2 separate regions of the Sus scrofa genome follow, and region 2 is linked to region 1. A link is a contact called in public HiChIP or PLAC-seq data. All regions are on one chromosome and are shown on one strand. The core of a region is the stretch at or near the end of the contact, and the rest is flanking DNA. Distances in the headings are between cores, read along the strand shown. Region 1 overlaps LOC110260822 (a long non-coding RNA gene). Region 2 holds the start of BTG1 (BTG anti-proliferation factor 1).

Region 1 (4,407 bases), core at 981-3,480:
TCCAAAATTAAGCCAAATAGAGATTTTTTTAAGCAAAGAAAAGATGATTCACTTCAACAGACATTAAAGGGAATTCTCTACACAGATGAAAAATGGTAACAGGTAGAAATGTGGGTCTTTACAAAGGAATGATGAGCACCAGAAGTAGAGAATACATAGGTAAATAAGAACAGATTTTTTTTTCCTGCAATTTTCCCATCTCTTTAAGAGATGGGAAACTTGTCAAAGTCAAAAAGAAAAAAAAAAAGCAGTGATTTCTGGACTTTATGTCACAAGTACAAGTAAAAATTATGGCAACAAAGCATAACAATTGAAGGGGAAATAGATACATAATGTAAAATTCTTACATAGTTTGTGAGTTTTTATAACAATACTTGATGGGAAACTGTGAAAAGTTAAAAATATATACTGTAAACCCTACGGTAACCACTAGAAAAATAAAAAAAGTTATAGCTAATAAGACAATAATGAAAATAAAAGATTAAAAATACCTGTTACAAAAAAAATGGAGAGGAATAGATAATGGAGAGGATAGATAAATAATAAACAGCAATCTAGAAGATTTGAAACTAATAATATCCATGACCTCAGTAAATGTAAAAAGCCTACACACTTTAATTAAATGACAGATAATGTGCTGCTTGAAAGATACGCTTAAATAGACTTTATTTTTTGTCTTTTTTAGGGCCGCACCCACAGCATATGGAGGTTCCCAGGCTAGGGATCTAATCAGAGCTGTAGCCGCCAGCCTAAGCCATAGCTACGGCAACGCGGGATCCCAACCGCGTCTGCAACCTACACCACAGCTCACAGCAACACCGGATCCTTAACCCACTGAGCAAGGGCAGGGATCGAACTCACAACCTCACGGTTCCTAGTCAGATTTGTTTCCACCGAGCCACGACAAGAACTCCCTAAATAGATTGTATGAATTGAAAATAAAAGGACGGCAAAAGAATGCCATGTGAAACCTAAATGAAGGAAAGCTAGACTGACTCTATTAATATCTGACTTTTTATGGTTCCAATAATTATAGTTAGAAATTCTGACACTCTGCTCTCAGTAACTAACAGCAAAAGTAGACAGTAAATCAGTGAGGATATAGACTCCTTAAATTCTAGAACGAAACTGTCAACCAACTTGACCTAATTAAATATACAGAATGCTCCATCGAGCAACAGCAGAATATGCATTCTTTTGAAGGGCACTCAAAGCATTCAGTAAAATTAGAAAGGCTATTATGAGCTATAAAACAGTTCTCAATAAATTTAAGGGGATTCATTTTATACAAAGTATGTTCTCTGATCATAATATAATTTAGAACTCAATAACAGAAATATATCTGTGCAAAACTCTCTAAATATTTGGAGATTAACCCATGCATCAAAGAGAAAATCATAAAAGATATTAGAAAATATTTTGATCTGAATGAAAATTAAAACATAATATATCAAAATTTGTGGAACTCAATAAAATCAGTGCTTAAACGGAAGTTTATAGCATTAAATGTTTGCATTAGAAAAGAAGAAAGATAAATCACCTTAGGAAACTAGAAAAAGAGGAGGAAATTAAATCCAGAGTAATCAGAAGGAAAAAATAATAAAAATAAAAGCTACCCTAATTGAGCACTTACTATGACCCAGGTATAGTCTTAAGCGCATTATCTTAAGTATCTCTTCTTGCCTGGTCATGGCCCATGACAGTCAGGATTATTATTCTATTTTATGGATGAGGAAACTGGTTAAGGGTCAATATCTTTTCCAAGTTCATACTGTCAGTTAAGAGCCAGAATTGTGTTTTAAACTCAGATCTCTGTGCAACATACTGCATATACTTAATTAAGTATATTTATACTCTTAAGCCTATTTCATTACCTTCAAATTTGATATTTCTATTACATATACATATATGATACAGTACGTACATAATATACTATACGTATATGTATACATATGTATATATTATGTGCATACGTATATGTATATCTTGTATACATGTATATACAGTAATTTAGATATACAACACGTGTATATACAATGCATATATCTGTATAAACACACGAATTCTTTATCAACCTTTATCAATTCTCACAGAGATCAGCCATCGCCATTGTTCTCGTCTCTGAAAATTGTTCTGTCAATGAAATGATCTACCATGAAGGACATCTGTGGAAACACAGTCTGTGACGAGAGCCCATGAATAATTTCCACGTGCTCCTGCCAGTCTTTTAAGCTGCGCGTCCTTGAGTCACAGAGACATGGCTGGGCAGCTGAAAGTGTCACCGAGTATTCCGTGGACACCACAGTTCACTCAAGTGTTAACTGCTCACAAGGATACACAGCCAGCCTCCCCCAAACATGAGGCGATCCAACTGTGTTCTTCCCATGAGAAGCCAAAGGCATCTCTCCCCAAGCACAAAGTAGTAAAGAGCCCTGGATGCCTGGTTCCTATTCCTGGGAGCGTATGCAATTACTCTGTCACCCTGGGTAAGTCACTTTGGAACCCTCAGTTTTCTTCCTTTGTTCTTTAGTGTTTTCACTTGCTTAATGGAAGGGAGGAAGCATCTCAAGGTCCTCTCGGCGTTTCTACCTCTTCTCTCCTACACAGTGGCCAACGCTGACTGTCCTATCAGCATGACTCCTGATTATCAGCTCCCCATCTGCATGAAAGTAAAAGCCAGCTCATCCTATTAACCGGCTCCGAATCCTCCACTGGCTTCCCCTTTCACTAGAATAAAACCCTAAATCTTTACAATGACCTGACAACATAATTCTCCCCCGTTCCCTCCGCCGAAACTGCTGTTATTTTGCCGGCTTTGTGCATTACTCATCCTCTCTAGACCAGTTTGCTAGGGCTGCCGTAACAAAATACTCCAGAATGGGTGATGGAAACAACAGAAACTTATTTTCCCACAGTCATGGACGCTCACGGTGTCACCGGATTTAGTTTCTTCCGAAATGTCTCTCCTTAGCTTGAACGTGGCCATCTTTTCACTGTGTCCTCACATGGTCTTTCCTCTGGTGTCTCTCTGTGTCCAAATATCCTCTTTTAATAAGGACACCAGTCAGACAGGATTAGGGCTCACACCTTCATTTTAACATAGTCATCTCTTTAAAAGGATCTATCTTCAAACACAGTCATATTCTCACATACCAGGGGTTAAGACTCCAGCACATGAAATCAGAGGGGACAGGATTCAGCCCATGGCACCCTTGATCATTCTGCTGCAGCCAACCTGACTTTCCGCAAGTCATTCAAACATACCCTTGCCTTTACGCCATCTATTCCTTACCTCTCACACACTGCAAATCCAATAAAGTCTGCCCCGCTCTTTAAGGATGCGCCTGCAACCTAACAGACATTTCAACCCTTGGCTAGAACACTATAAGATTTATCCTAAGTTTCTTTTGGTCTCCTAGTTTCTCACTTTTTCAATTTGTTCCCCTTTGCCTCCTTAAGTCTTCACTCTACTGCCTTCACAGGTATTGTCGTTAGGGTTGGACTTCCCTTGCGGCAATCAAGCTAATCACATGGGTGATTTTCATTGTCACTGTGGCATGTCCCCCCTATATAGACTGTGTTGACTTATCCAATCCAGAGAAGTACAGTGGATACCAGGTTACGAGCCAGGCACTGCTGGTGTCTAGGAACACACGGGAAAACCTTAAGGTTAGGATTAAGGAGGAGTAACAAATTCGGCAGCAGTATACTCAGAGCACTAACAGAGCCCAGAGGAGCAACATCTAAAGGACTAGGTATCAGGAAGGCTTTTGGAAAGAGATGCCAATAGAGCTGAAGTTTTAAAAATAAATACGAGTTAGCCATGCATATAATGGAGAAGAGAGTTTTCTAGGCTGTGTTAGCATCATGGGTGAAATTGCAGAAGCATGAAAAAGCACGCTATGGACAGAGGAAAGGACATGCTGAGAGGTGTGAGATGATCAGGCTTGACTGAGATGGGGGCCAAAGAATCAAAATCATACCATAAACTTGAAAGCTCTGGAGAGCAGTAACAAATTCTTAGCAAGGAAATAAGCTGATCAGCTCTCTAAGTTAGGAAGGTAGCCATCACAGAAGAGGGCGACTTCTAAGAGCTGGTTCTGGACCGAGAAGCCCAGTTAGGAAGTTACTGAAGTAAATGTGCTGTGAAGACGAAAGAACCAGCATCAAGTCAGAGGCAACACAAATGGAATGGGATGTGTGGCTGCAAGTTAAGGAAGTGGGATCTACAGGGTTGGTGTTGGGTGAAGACACAGGAGTTGAACAGGAAGAAAAATCTAGAACAACTCCCAGCTTTCTGTATTTGGCAATGAAAGAGATGATGCTATTTTTCATCATGCAAAGGAAGAGAAACCAACTGAATTGCAGACATATGGAGTGAAATCTCTGGAAGAGATGTCTCTTAGC
Region 2 (4,407 bases), core at 516-3,015, 250 kb before region 1:
TGGAAGGGCTTGTTCTGCCCAAGAGAAGTTCCTCCTTACAGCTGATTCTGCTGTCTACCATTTGCACGTTGGTGCTGTTTTGGGTGCTACCTCCTGCTGGTGAGGCTTCGTACAGCACACAGATGGAACCATCCTCTCCAATTCTGTAGGACACTTCGTAAGGGTCAACCCAGAGAGTGAGTTCACTTGGGAGAAGCCTGAACAGCTCCTGACTGCTCAGTCCAATCCGCTGTGCTGCCTGTCCAATCAGAGGATCCATTTTATGGTTGATGCGAATACAACGGTAACCTGATCCTTTGCACGGCTTTTCTGGGAACCAGTGGTGTTTATAATGTTCTATAGAAGAAAAAAAACAGAAACAGCGCTTAGATATCGTTACTGCTGGCTCCCGCTGTAGTTTCTTTCTTCGGCTGGCTTCGTTGAGGGAAAATGCAAACTAGCAACTTTCTTTAAAAAAAAAAACAAAAAAAAAAACCCAGCATTGAATCCGCGGCTGTCCATGTAAGGCGATGGGGAATGAGCGGGCAGGGTTTGAGAAATAACAGTAGTACACCGTACAGAACAATCTCCGGGAACCAACCGGTTGAGTTGCCAAAACGGCAATCCGGCGGGCAGCCTCCGCCAGCCGGGCAGCGGGGTGGCACCGGTGGCCAGGCGGGAACCTGTTTACTTTCTCCACCCCACCCCAGCCGCACACACAATGGGGTTTATGGCTTCGAAGAGGAGCGCCACTGGACTGTTCGCCCCGAAGGGAATGGAACAAGCCATCCTAAACCACGCTCTGGGCAGGGCAGTAATTGTACCGGTGACAAATCCGATGATTAATGGACAGGGGTAGGAGGCGCGGAGAGACTGCACGTCCGGCCCGGGCTGGCTCCCTGGCAGCGGCGCGCCTTCCCATCCCGTGGCCCGGCCGTCGGGCCCGCAACGGTTAGACGGGATGGGGGGGAGGGGGCGTCGAATCCACCCTAGCCCGGCGGCTCCTTTGTCCCCCAAATGCGCGGACCGTCCGAGGACGGCGGCTCCCGCCTCGGTCGGCTTCAGTTTCTTTGTTGTGCGTCTGTTTTCCTGTCCCCTTGGTCTGCCAGCCGTGGGGGGAGGGGGCGCCCTTGGCCCACCCCCAAACCCTGTCCCGGACCCGCCGTTAGCGGCAGCCGGGCGCGCCAGTCACGGTCCCGCTGCCGGAACCGAGCGCGACCTGCCCACAGTGCCGCCAAGACTCCCGCGTCCCCGACGGCCCGGCCCAGAGATGTGCCACCGCGTCCCTCGGCGCCCCCCGCCCTGCCGCCGCCCGCTCACCTGCCAGCAGCTCCTGCAGGCTCTGGCTGAAGGTCTGCAGCTGTCGCTCGCTCGTGAGCCCCTTGGTGCGGAGAAACTTGGAGATGAAGGACACGGCGGCGGCGATCTCGCCTATCATGGTGGCGGCCCGGGTGTAGAAGGGATGCATGGGGGCGGCAGGCGGGGGCGGCCCGGGGCGGCCGGGGCTCGGCGGTGCGGCCCCGACGGCGGAGCGGCCACCCCGGGCTCCCTCACAGGTCAGTGGGCTGAGAGGGGGAGAGAGCGTGAGCGGTGGACGGCTACTTTTTTCTCCTCCCTTCTTTATAGTAAAAAGTTATTTTCGAGACAGGAGGCGGCAGGAGAAAGGAAGAGACGAGCGACGGCGGCCTGGTCACATCGCTCGGACCGCCCCGGCCGCCTCCGCCTCCAGCTCCGCAGCCTCCGAAGCTCCAAACACTTGCATTTCCAGCTCAGACGGGCAAAGAGATGCAGCGGCCGTGCGGCACTTTTTATAGCGCAGAGAAAAGGAAGTGGCGTAGCTGGAGCGTGACGGACGACTCCAGCCAATCCGGAGATCGCACCATTGTGATGCAAGCAGATTCTGAGCCGAAGGGGGCGGGAAAAGGGGCCAGGGGGCGTGCCCAGAGACCGGGAGGAGAGGGAGGAGCTGACGTAATCCGCTTGTAAACAAATAAACCCCCGAGTGGCGGCCCAGCGGGGGGGAAAACGGGATGGAGGAAACAGAGGGTGCGCGTGTGAAAGCCCCGCCCCTAGCCCTAACTCCTCCTTCCTGCTCCAACAACTCCTGGAGCTGCGCCAGCGCATCCTCTGCAAGCGTTCGCTGCCTGGGCTCGCCTCGAGGAGACAGAGCTGTGCAGATAAAAGCAGCCCCGCTCAGGCTGTCTACACGCGCGCCTGCGGCACGGATCTGGCCTCAAGGCACCTGCCGGCTCGCGTACTCGGTGTTTACAACCCGTCACCACGCTGAGTCTACGTGCCTGGCTCCACAGGAAGGAAGAGCATACAGAGCAGCGGGATGCGGGTACCCGTGCTGAGGAAGCTGGGAGTGCGGGGAAAAGTGGAGGGAACCGGCTCTCGCGGGGCATCCTGCAGCTTTCGGAACCCAGTTCTCACAAACATGCAGCCAACGCCTCGGAGCCGTTTCCCTTCCACCCTTGCGGAGGGTTGGGGCATGTCTTTGTCAAAGTTTAATTGCAAAATAAATAAAGGTTAGTAAGCCTTTTGTGGTTGCTGTTTCAGTAACTTGAGGAGTCAGAGAAAAGTGGAGACCTTACTGACCAGCTTAAAACTGATAAGAAAGGCTGCTATTGAATATAAATGTAATTATAACAAGTTTAGTAAAAGAAAAGAAACCTATATAATGCATTTTACATCTTTTTTGCACAAAACAGAAGGTTGTTTCCTTTTTTTCCTAATCCACTGAACTGTTTGAGCCTTAGAGTTCTGTTGCTCTTTATAAAAACAAGAAAATAAAGATAAAATTTGCTCAGATATTTGTTTAGTTAAGCCCTACTTGCTGAACTAGGAAAAAATAGGAAGGCGTGAACTTGCTAAAACGATTAGGCCTAAGAGAGGGTTAACCAGAACTCCATTAAGGAGGAGAAAAAAAAGATGGTGAGCCGGCCAGATGGAGAAAGCAAACAAGAGGCAGAAGTTGAACTCTACCAGATGGAAATAAATATCCTGAGCTTAGCTGGTCATCAATATTGCAAAACACACCACTTTGAGGTTTTGTTTTGTTTTGTTTTAATACTGTGCCAAAGGGTATAGAAATGAAGCAAAAGTAGAATTTGCTATAAAGCAGTAGAAGGAAAAATCTTATTGTTCACATGAAATATGTAAAACTGGGCTTGAAACAACTTTGAGGTTATTTTTTCATTCACACAAAATAATTATGTAGTTATATGTGAAATAAATACTTTAAGAAATAGTATTAAAAGCATGACTTGTGAAAGTACTTTCATTGGATAAAAGCATCAAAAATAATGGTAATATTTCCTTCTAGAACTTTTCACATAGAACTGTGCTTATAAATAAACGTGGTGGTAATTATTTCACTAAGGATGTGAAACCTCTTTTACTAATGAAAAAGGAGATAGGGAAACAGGAGTAAATCCTTAAAATTACCATAACCCTAGAACAAGATTTTCTGATATCCTTCTAAACCCCACCCACCGTTAATCATCTGCTCTATTCACTTTCCTTAATCATCAGTCATTTGAGAACTAGAATAGAAATCTGTTGACCTCCAAGCCTGGTCTCCAACTTGGACTCCCAATAATTTTGAGCTTAAATTGACTCATCTACAAAACAGAAATAATTGTTAACAAAATACTAGGATCTAAACTCAGACGCGTCTCCCAGTCCCTATTTTTCTCCACTGCTTTTTTTTCTTTCATTGACATATACTTGATGTACAAAACCATGTTAGTTTCAGGTGTACTATGTGATGATTTGACATTTGCATACATTATGAAATGTACACTACTTTTAACAGCCTTCTTTCTATGCAGAAGCTGAACCCTTTCTGAAATCTTTTTAAAATCAGTTGAATAGAGTGAACAAAGTTTAACTCACATATCCTTTTTTCCTCCCACTGTTTTTTATTATATATGTGTGTTTCACACCTGAAATCATTCCTTTAAGAGACAAGTGGATTTAAGAAATTACTCTTATCTTGGGGGATCTAGAGGGGAAAAGGCGGGGGGAGGATAAATATAGATTCTAAATGCAAGAGATAGTGCGCAATATTAATTGCTAATGGTTTTCAAATCTGGACATACATCGGTTTAGTAATATTTTTACACACTTTTAGTAGTAAGGCTCTTCTCATCCAAGAAACTAGCACATATTTCTTGACGGTTTTTAAATTTATAAAGGCACTTTCTCTTCTCATTGATATACTAAACTACAGGGTACTCCCAACTATTTACAAACCCAACCCTAGGCTCTGTGTCCTTAGGCAAGTTATTTAACCCCTCTGCATTATAATCGAAAAAATGAGGACTAAATGGAATAACTAGACACTATTTAGCACTGTCTCCAGCACTAAGTAAACATCCAAATACATACATTAGCTGACGTATATATATTATCATCAGGCAATTT

Evidence for each region. HiChIP or PLAC-seq counts read pairs in DNA pulled down with a chosen protein or histone mark.
Region 2: an H3K27ac HiChIP or PLAC-seq map of skeletal muscle shows a contact between it and region 1. The contact joins the promoter of BTG1 here to the enhancer-like site in region 1. A contact is called at or near these places in 2 of 5 promoter capture datasets (fetal skeletal muscle and liver), 5 of 47 Hi-C or Micro-C datasets (embryonic fibroblasts, heart right ventricle, psoas muscle and 2 more) and 2 of 2 datasets of contacts at active chromatin or transcription factors (alveolar macrophages and skeletal muscle).

What each region holds. Positions count from the first base shown.
Region 1 is chr5:90,559,829-90,564,235 of Sscrofa11.1, reverse strand. It overlaps LOC110260822 (a long non-coding RNA gene), which reads left to right. Exons shown (of 6, transcript XR_002344333.1): 3 at 2,094-2,486. The region is part of intron 1 of LOC110260823 (a long non-coding RNA gene); the gene reads right to left. Among named protein-coding and RNA genes, the nearest start is that of PLEKHG7, 250 kb to the right of the region's middle. Within about 2 kb of position 2,230, at least 3 of the 83 cell types and tissues checked have an H3K27ac peak or open chromatin away from gene starts, as enhancers often do. A contact at or near this core is called in fetal skeletal muscle and skeletal muscle, where this site is marked.
Region 2 is chr5:90,812,552-90,816,958 of Sscrofa11.1, reverse strand. It overlaps BTG1 (BTG anti-proliferation factor 1), which reads right to left and starts at 1,765. Exons shown (of 2, transcript NM_001099936.1): 1 at 1,300-1,765; 2 at 1-336. The coding sequence starts at 1,447. The region is part of intron 3 of LOC106510428 (a long non-coding RNA gene); the gene reads right to left.